3 separate regions of the Mus musculus genome follow, and all the other regions are linked to region 1. A link is a contact called in public HiChIP or PLAC-seq data. All regions are on one chromosome and are shown on one strand. Each heading gives the region's core, a stretch centred on a gene start, on an enhancer-like site or on the middle of the called end of the contact. The rest is flanking DNA. Distances are from core to core; before and after follow the strand shown.

Region 1 (2,700 bases), core at 189-2,688:
CAAGGGCTTAATGAAAGTTGGGTCCCATGAACAGCTATGAAGATCGCTCACCAGTCTGACAGCTTTTCTAGGGCAACAACCATGCCCTCTTGTTTTCAAGTGCTTCCTACCTCTCCGTACAAACTGTGGTTTCATCCGTTACAGGTCTTTTCCCTATGGTAGTTCCATGTGGGGAAAAAAAAAAAAACATCTTTTAATACATGGTCCTGTGCAGATAGGTGAGCAGGGACTGACCGGCACACACACTCACTAACTTTGGCCCGCATGAGTTTAGGAATCAGATAAATGTTTCACTCCTGCTCAGGAAGTAGCTGGGTCATGAAATCAGATATGGGAGGATGTTGGTCCATGGGAGGGCCCTCACAATAGGGACTGTGAGGAGTGGGGGAGACGGGCTTGCAAGTCTGCCCTGGGGGTTGGTGTGCAAATATGGACAGCCAGAGGAAGTCTTGGCCTCCAGGTGTGAAAAATGTCCCTCTTGGAGATCAAGAGTTCAGCCAAAGTTTGTTGAGTTGCTCTGTGAATTTTAAAGAGTAAAAAGTGACCTGGGGAACATTTCTGATGAACTTTCCTTAATGTGGTTATCCCGTGGTTAAAATTATAACAGTTTCTGGGAGTGAGCCTAACGAGTCAACACACTGAATTCAGAAAATGTCTCCTGATTGCCAGAGAGTGGGCTCTGTTTTGCCTAACCCCATGCTTTGCTCGAGGTAGGTTCGTAGCAAATGCTAGCTGAATGCCCTGAAACACACAAATGAGTAGTTGGGGGACAATCCATTCTTCTTGGGCCTCTGAACCTAGAATCAGAAAGCAGGAAGCAAACCCCAGAGCAGACAGGGCTTTACCACACACGGGTCTTGTGATCTGCACTCCGTGACCTTCAGCTGCTGTGGCTGCGGATGGGATAATACATCGCCTTAATAAGCAGTTTGGAAGAGCAAGGGCGATTTCGTATCTGAAAGCCCTCTGTGATTGACAATAGGCTGTTGTACAGATCTAAGATAATCAGAAAGGATTCCAAGCCCAGTTCTCCTCCACCTTTAGCTGTGCGATCTTGCTCAAGATAGTTAACCCACCCAGACTTCTCATCTGCACACAAAAGGGACGTGAGGCCTATGCACTTGAAAGAGCCAAGATGACCTTTCTCCTCCTGTTATTTTCTTTCCCCTGGGATGTCATTCTCTGTGTTTTCTAAACAGACTAGTACATTAACTAGGTGATATGTGAGCCCTTGATGTGCCTGTGATTATTATTATTTAATGACACTCATTAAAGCAGGCTGACTTCTGATTGGCCATAGATCTCACTCACACACACACACACACACACACACACACACACACACACAGCAGCTGCGGTGGCCTCTCAGGACTGCTTCCTTATCAGGACCCTGCCACCCAGGTGTTTCCTCATCTTAGAATCCACCCTCTAGGTTTCCTCAAATTGTGTCTTTCAGATGGTACCCACCCTGACCTGGTGAGTGACAGGAAGTACTTCAGAGTGATGGCCCCAGCCACCTCTCAGGAAAAACACAGTGACCTCCCACACCCAACCTCCACTTTCAGGGCCTCTGATAGAAGCAGAAGCTTCCAGAAACAGCCATGAGTCCCATATATTGTCTCTAAGACCTGTCTGTCTAAAATAGGAAGGTTGATTTTTGGCTTTGATTTTTATTTTCTTTTTAAGACAAGTTCTCATATAGCCCAGGCTGGCCCTGAGTCAAGGATAGCCCAACTGTGATGTTCCTACCACCACAATACTGGGATTACAGGCTTGTGCCATTCAAGCCCAGTGTGTGTGGTGGTAGAGAACAAACCCATGGTTTCCTGCATGCTAGGTAAGCACTCCACCTACTGAGCTACATCCCCAGCCCCTGGTGTGTGTGTGTGTGTGTGTGTGTGTGTGTGTGTGTGTGTGTGCGCGCGTGCGCACGCATGTGTACATATTTTTAAAACTCCTAAATAGTGTGCTGACTTACACCACTCATGCATGCTCTTTATTATGCACCCTCAGTCTCCTTTGGAAGATGTCACACTACACTTTCAGAGACATTATAGAAGGTTTGTCTGTCAGTGCCAGGTCAAAGCCCCACAGGTTAGGGTCCCAGAGAGGATCACACCAAGAGTCCCAGTACCTCCCTCTCACTTCTATGGACGTGCTGGGACCTCACATCCCAAAGTCCTGGGACCAAGTCTCCTGGCCTTATCTTTTCTTTTCACTGAGCCTCCATGCTTGTGTCCACCATGTGGACAGCTTTTAAGCCCCTCTCACAAAGCCTGGTGCTTGAGACAAAGTTAGCCAGGTTCTGCTCTTTGTCCACATTTCAACAACTCTTCTGCCTGATATTAAAAATAGCTTTGTCTGGTCGAGTGAGATCAGGCCAGGAGACAGGCGCCTGCTGTTCTAATCTCAGCCTCACAAATAGCTCTTGATGCGCTTGAGTTTCCCTCAGCACCTTCAGGGGCTCCGACTGCAACAGGGGCCTGCTTAGTTACCTCTGAAGGTGAGATTCCTCTATGCTGCTCCTGAGGTCCACAAGAGGCCTGTGCACGTGCACACACACACACACACACACACACACACACACACACACACACACACATTCCTGTTACGGACCTTTTTGGTGCCTCAGAACTAAGCCGCCATTGAGAGCATTCACCACACTCCGGGTATCCTATATTTCCCAGGCCAGAACCTACA
Region 2 (2,700 bases), core at 62-2,561, 300 kb before region 1:
GGGGACAAGGGACATCTCATGTAAACATCCTGGCTTATTTTAAATGAGCATGGATTTTTTTTTTTAATGTGCTTCAGGTTTCTTTAAATAGTTCAGTTTTTGCTTTTTTTTTTTTTTTTTTTTTTTGCTAGTATGTGTGTGTGTGTGTGTGTGTGTGTATTTCCATTCCCATTCGTGTGCATGAATTCACTCTAATAAGGGAATTCATTATTAATTAGAGATTCTCCTCAGGGCTGGAAAGATGGTTCAGCAGATAAGAACACTTGCTGTGCAGGCATGAGGGCCTGAATTCAGATCTCCACCATCCACATAAAAACCCAGGCATGGCCACACCTGCCTGTAACATGGCACTACAGTGGGTCCCTAGGGCTCACAGCTTAACTCCAGATTCAATGTAAAATTCCAGCCTCTGTGGAAAAGCAGGACACCTAATGTCACCCTCTGGCTCACCCACACACTGCATGGATATGCACACCTGCACACACAACTTCTTCTCACAGGTTGAGAGACTTAGTTTCAGGTCATCCTTCAGGACTGTCCCCCTCCAATAGAAAGTACCAGGGAGAAAGCAGTACTCCTGGCTCAGGGGCTCCAGTGATCTCCTGGGTGGTGTTGCCAGCTGAACCCATGAGAGGAGATTGCTTCTTTCTACTCAGACACTGGGACTATTCCTGCTATTTTTTTTTCCTTAGCTATATTTAAAGATATTGACGCATGTCACTGCAAGCACAGCCCAGAAGAAGCCCTACATAGTTGGGATAGTTTGGTTGCCAAATGGGACAGTGTTCAGATTGACCTTTTCTAAGAGGGAGCCTCCTCACCCTGATTCCAGACAGTTTCTCCATGGTAACCCTCTTAGATGACACCTGCATTCACCCAGGACAGTCCCAAGTCATCGCTGCTGTCCCCTTATGACTCAAATGAGCCCATCTCTATCTCACAAGTATCCCGACTGGATAATAACTTACACGACCATTCCAAGACTCTGGGAAAGTCTAAGTATTCTCTCCCCATACAAAAATCAGCGGGGCTGTTTGAATGATTTGTGCTGGTGCATACCAGGCTTTATCCTAGTGGTGAGCTCACCCCGCCTCTGCTCCACCTGCTGCTAGGGGAGGTTAATCCACCTCTAAATCTTGCATTCCAAAGGTGCTGATTACTCTACCATAGCAGATGGCTTCTGCTTCCCTTTGCTCAGTCTCCCCAGGAATGAGTGTTACTGGGGCTTGAGTCGGGCTGAGCATGTGATATGAGCAAACACTGGACAGCAATCCATCCCCCTTCTCTTCTAGCTGAGAGAGCCCAGAGACGACAATTTCTCCATGACCTAAGCAAAGTGGCCTGGTCCGCTAGCAGGTCACTGGGCTGTGAGCAGATGGTATTGGGTGAGACAGTTGTTACATGGCTTTATGCCTCAGATCCTTTCCTTGTAAATCTGAAAGACTAATAGCTTCCAAGTATTTTGAGAATCTTGTAACTCAGAAGGTTATAAATAACATAAGCTATTTCTTTCTCATCTAAAATGGCAGTCCAGTATGGTTGCTTAATAGTTAGCGTGTGGTTCCTGGGCCAGTCTGTACAGCTGATGGTGTTTTTCCAGTACTCTATTTATAGAGCTAGGTCAGAAATGTCACTTCCGTTGGAACTTGACCTACAGACGATTGTCAGTTCTAGAGACCCAAGGAAGCAGAGAGCACACTAAATACAGCTGGTTCACAGGTTCAGTTAGCGAACTGCAAGCCCCCCAAGGAAATTGTGTTGGAGAATAGATGTTTGAGCCTTCCCAATCTCTCTGTTTGATATGTTGGCCCTGTGGCTCCATGGAACTCGAAGGTCACCTTGAATCTTCGTTTTTTAAAACTCCTGTTCCGGGCAGTGTCCCGTTCATCTTCAACTGCGGCTGTCTTTCTACATCAGACACAGTGAAGATTCTTGAGACCCAGCTAGGCAGTGTTGACTATGTGGAAAGCTGGGGGGGGGGGGGATCTGAATGTTTCCCCTACTTCATCTTTCTACTGGGGTAACCCAGATTCTCCGCGCATTTCCCTAGATCAAATGGGTGAGCCCATGGAAAATGTCTGCCACAGGTCAGTGGCTCCCTGGCCTGGTCTGGTACAGGAGAATTGGAATCAAATGGATGGTGATCCCCATCTGGTCCCAGTCAACCACTCAGACTCTGGAGTTTAAAAGCTTTGTTGATTGGGAATTGTGTTTGCTAGAAGTTGGTCCTCGTGGGTTGTAGTAGGTAGAACAGACAAAGAAAAAGGCCTGGTCTGGGGAGAAACCTGTTGTCGGCAAAGGGGCCGCACACTTGCACTGTCTTTAGGTATGTATACATGGTTGCTGAGCAGGGCCTGGCAGTTAAAGGCAGTATGGAAGCACTGTGCACTCAGGCTTCCTAGAAAAGACAAGGTCCCAAATAAGAAGCCAATTTTTTTGCTGTCAAAATATCATAGACTCTGGATTTTTTTTTGTTTGTTTATTGTTTATTGGTTTTGGGTTTTGTTTTGTTTTGTCTTTGTTTTTGTTTGTAAGTATACCCAAGGACATTTGAAGTCACTTTGAACAACTCCTTCTGACCATGGGTGAAGCTACTGAGGATTGGGGAAAGTCAGCCCTGTGGCTCACTCCTGGGTGCTTTGTTATGGCTGCTCCTTCTCCCAAGTGTTCCTGTTGAAAGCCTGCAGCTAAACCAGGAGT
Region 3 (2,700 bases), core at 44-2,543, 510 kb before region 1:
GTTTTACAGAGGCGCTTTCTCAGTTGAGGTTCCTCTTCTCAGATGTTTATGCCAAGTTAACCAAAGCCTACCAACACAGTCACATACACTATTTACTATTTGCAAGGCATCACAGGCAGTGAACTGCAGAGCTGGAGTGCACAACCAGAAAGGGTGGCTCCGTGACCCCTACAGTCTATTTCGTCTCTAAGTAGCCCTTTAGAGGCCCAGGTTTGTGAGCAAGTGCCTAGTGATACCCATCATGGAGGTTGGTGAGGCTTCCACGGAGTTAAACTTTATCACAGGGCACAGATGAAGAATATGGGAGCCTATTTGTCCTAGGCTAGGCAGCTGTGCTGGCCACCATGGAATGTAGGAGCTTGCTGGTGACCACAGTGATGCTTCTCCATACAAGCTGCGGCATGTAGGGGGAAATAGGAGGGTAAGAAACACTAATGCCCCTCAACAGGGTGAGTGAAGAAAGGGGAACAGACAGCAAGACGCCATTGTTTTGCACTTGGGTGAGCACACTGCTGCTGAAAGAGAAGAGCCAGGGCCTCTCCAGAGAGCCATGAGAACGACTGGATTTGAGGGTGGGTCTCAGTCTTGACCCTGTGCCACAGCAAGCAAAATGAACAACTCCTTGAGCCAAGATAATCAACATGAAAGTGTGTTTATACAGACGAACAGTGGGATTTCTCCAGGATTCGGGGAGGTAATCCCTGGGTTCAACACTCTATGAATAGCATACCATGTTCCTAAGCTGAGAAATTACTGTGAGCTTTTTATGAGAATGGATTGTGGGAATCATCTAGGTGAAATGTACCCGGCTTCACCTTGAGTCCAAGGCCCACTAATGCACTCCAGGTGTGCAGGCTGCCCAGACTCTGTTTGGAAGCTCAAAGAAGAACTCCCAACCCTACAGGGAGGCTTTGAAGAATACCAAGGACCTTTCTATCTCTCCTAGTGTTTTGTATTCTTTCAGCCCACATTTGGTAATTGGAGATATTCATGGTGTTAAAGCCGGACTTGTTCCTTCTTAGCCTGCCCCTTCAACAGTGAAATCTTAAGCCTGTGGCTTCAATTGTGCTGTGCGCGGTAGTGATCTCGCCCCAGTGTCCCTGGGATGTAAGAGGAGAGCGGTTGAAATACTAGAAAGGGGGTTATAGGAAATCATCCAGCAACAATTTTCCATGTCTATAGACGCTTTCATTTGAGGGCAAGAGAAGCTGGAGGGGTACCTACAAAAGGAGTGGGTGCGCAATTTAAAATGCTTTGGTTATAGGCTAAGAACTAAAGATCAAAGGGCTGGGTCCTCAGAATTACATAGTGAGTCACTGGAAAAACTGAGTAGAAGTTGGGCATCCTGTTCTTCAGTCTTATATGGCTACTAAGTGCAATTGACTTTTAAGCAGTACCTGTATTTTTTTTTCTCTTAGACCCTATCCCATCCAAAGGAATATAATTATGTGTGCATTATAGATTGCCAAGCCCTAGAGCACCATGAAGTACTTTGCCATGATAATATGGTGGCTGAGGTGAAAAGGTAATGAGAAGCCACACATCTGATGTGTGGTCCCTGTAATCCCAGGGGACCGTGGCCTTCTGTACAACCACTGTACTGGCCATCTCATGGATTCAATTTACAGGTTCTTTAAAGAGAGAATATGCCCAAAGCTAACTCGACAGTGATGGGGTGCATAGGCAACTGACTTTTACAACTTTGTCTGCTGTATGCCCTTCTTTCAGTTTGTTGCCTACTAGTTTACACCAACTTTATGTCAAACTATAGTGAGTGGTTTAACATATGATAGGCAAATATGTTTGCAGAGTTAAGGGTCACTAGATTTGCTTGAATGGAGGATATGAAAGTCCTGTAAATGTTTTAATGGTCTATCCAATCTGATTTTTTTTTTAAAGTATGTCCTCTGAACATATATTAGTTTCTTTCTTTCTTTTTTTTTTCTTTTTTTTTAAATAATAACAGGTAGACTGCTTTGAAGCTAGGTGACCCAAAATGAAGGTGGCTAAATCACACATGCTAGTGTGTGTGTGTGTGTGTGTGTGTAGTAAAAGATAGACAAAGACATCTTTAATCTTCTCACTCTGTGCTGAAAGGCGAAAGGGACCTGTTCTACAGAAACAGTCCTCAGGCAGCTTCCCCACATGCACTGGAAGAGCTCATCTTCTGGAGCAAGCAAGCTTTCTTTCTCAGCCATGGACTTAGTGACTACATTTACAGAGGTAAGACAGGGCAGGAAGCACTGGGAACAGTCAGGAAGTGTGTTGAGGTCAGGAAAATGTCATAGCTTTCCTGGGGTGTGTGCAAATATCCAGATGGCAGGGCTATCACAGATATTATCTCTGAGCTGGCTAGATTAGGATTTAATGCAGCCCTACTAGTTTTCAGATGAGTAACTTTAATCATTTAATTTATCAACCTCAGCTACCTCTTTTAAAATATATATAGGAAGGTATTAACTACACAGGTTTATTTTGAAGATGAAGTAGAAGCACGGATGCCATGCCAGCTTTGCTTTCTCTCTCTCCTCTCATTCCCTCTTTTTGTCCCCCCTCTCCTTCCTTCCTCTTCCTCTTCCTTTCTTCCTCCTTCTATCACTCCCTTTCTTCATACAGAATTATATGCTATAATTTGTTTTATTTATGACCCACCAATAAAATATTATCAAAATCTCCTCCAAATTCCAGTGGACATTTGTG

Evidence for each region. HiChIP or PLAC-seq counts read pairs in DNA pulled down with a chosen protein or histone mark.
Region 2: an H3K27ac HiChIP or PLAC-seq map of microglia shows a contact between it and region 1, with 6 times the contacts expected there. The contact joins two enhancer-like sites. A contact is called at or near these places in 2 of 484 Hi-C or Micro-C datasets (the MNK3 cell line and bone marrow-derived dendritic cells) and 3 of 115 datasets of contacts at active chromatin or transcription factors (astrocytes, large pre-B cells and microglia).
Region 3: a contact with region 1 is called in an H3K27ac HiChIP or PLAC-seq map of regulatory T cells, with 5 times the contacts expected there. The contact joins two enhancer-like sites. A contact is called at or near these places in 1 of 484 Hi-C or Micro-C datasets (bone marrow-derived macrophages) and 3 of 115 datasets of contacts at active chromatin or transcription factors (astrocytes, differentiating embryonic stem cells and regulatory T cells).

Annotation. Positions count from the first base shown.
Region 1 is chr12:80,059,628-80,062,327 of GRCm38.p6, forward strand. All of the region lies in intron 3 of Gm36660 (a long non-coding RNA gene), which reads right to left. Among named protein-coding and RNA genes, the nearest start is that of Gm36660, 25 kb to the right of the region's middle. RefSeq lists an enhancer at 338-2,700. Within about 2 kb of position 1,439, at least 200 of the 459 cell types and tissues checked have an H3K27ac peak or open chromatin away from gene starts, as enhancers often do. A contact at or near this core is called in microglia and regulatory T cells, where this site is marked.
Region 2 is chr12:79,758,145-79,760,844 of GRCm38.p6, forward strand. All of the region lies in intron 8 of Rad51b (RAD51 paralog B), which reads left to right. Among named protein-coding and RNA genes, the nearest start is that of Gm36048, 39 kb to the right of the region's middle. Within about 2 kb of position 1,312, at least 29 of the 459 cell types and tissues checked have an H3K27ac peak or open chromatin away from gene starts, as enhancers often do. A contact at or near this core is called in microglia, where this site is marked.
Region 3 is chr12:79,549,213-79,551,912 of GRCm38.p6, forward strand. All of the region lies in intron 7 of Rad51b (RAD51 paralog B), which reads left to right. Among named protein-coding and RNA genes, the nearest start is that of Gm36048, 250 kb to the right of the region's middle. Within about 2 kb of position 1,294, at least 26 of the 459 cell types and tissues checked have an H3K27ac peak or open chromatin away from gene starts, as enhancers often do. A contact at or near this core is called in regulatory T cells, where this site is marked.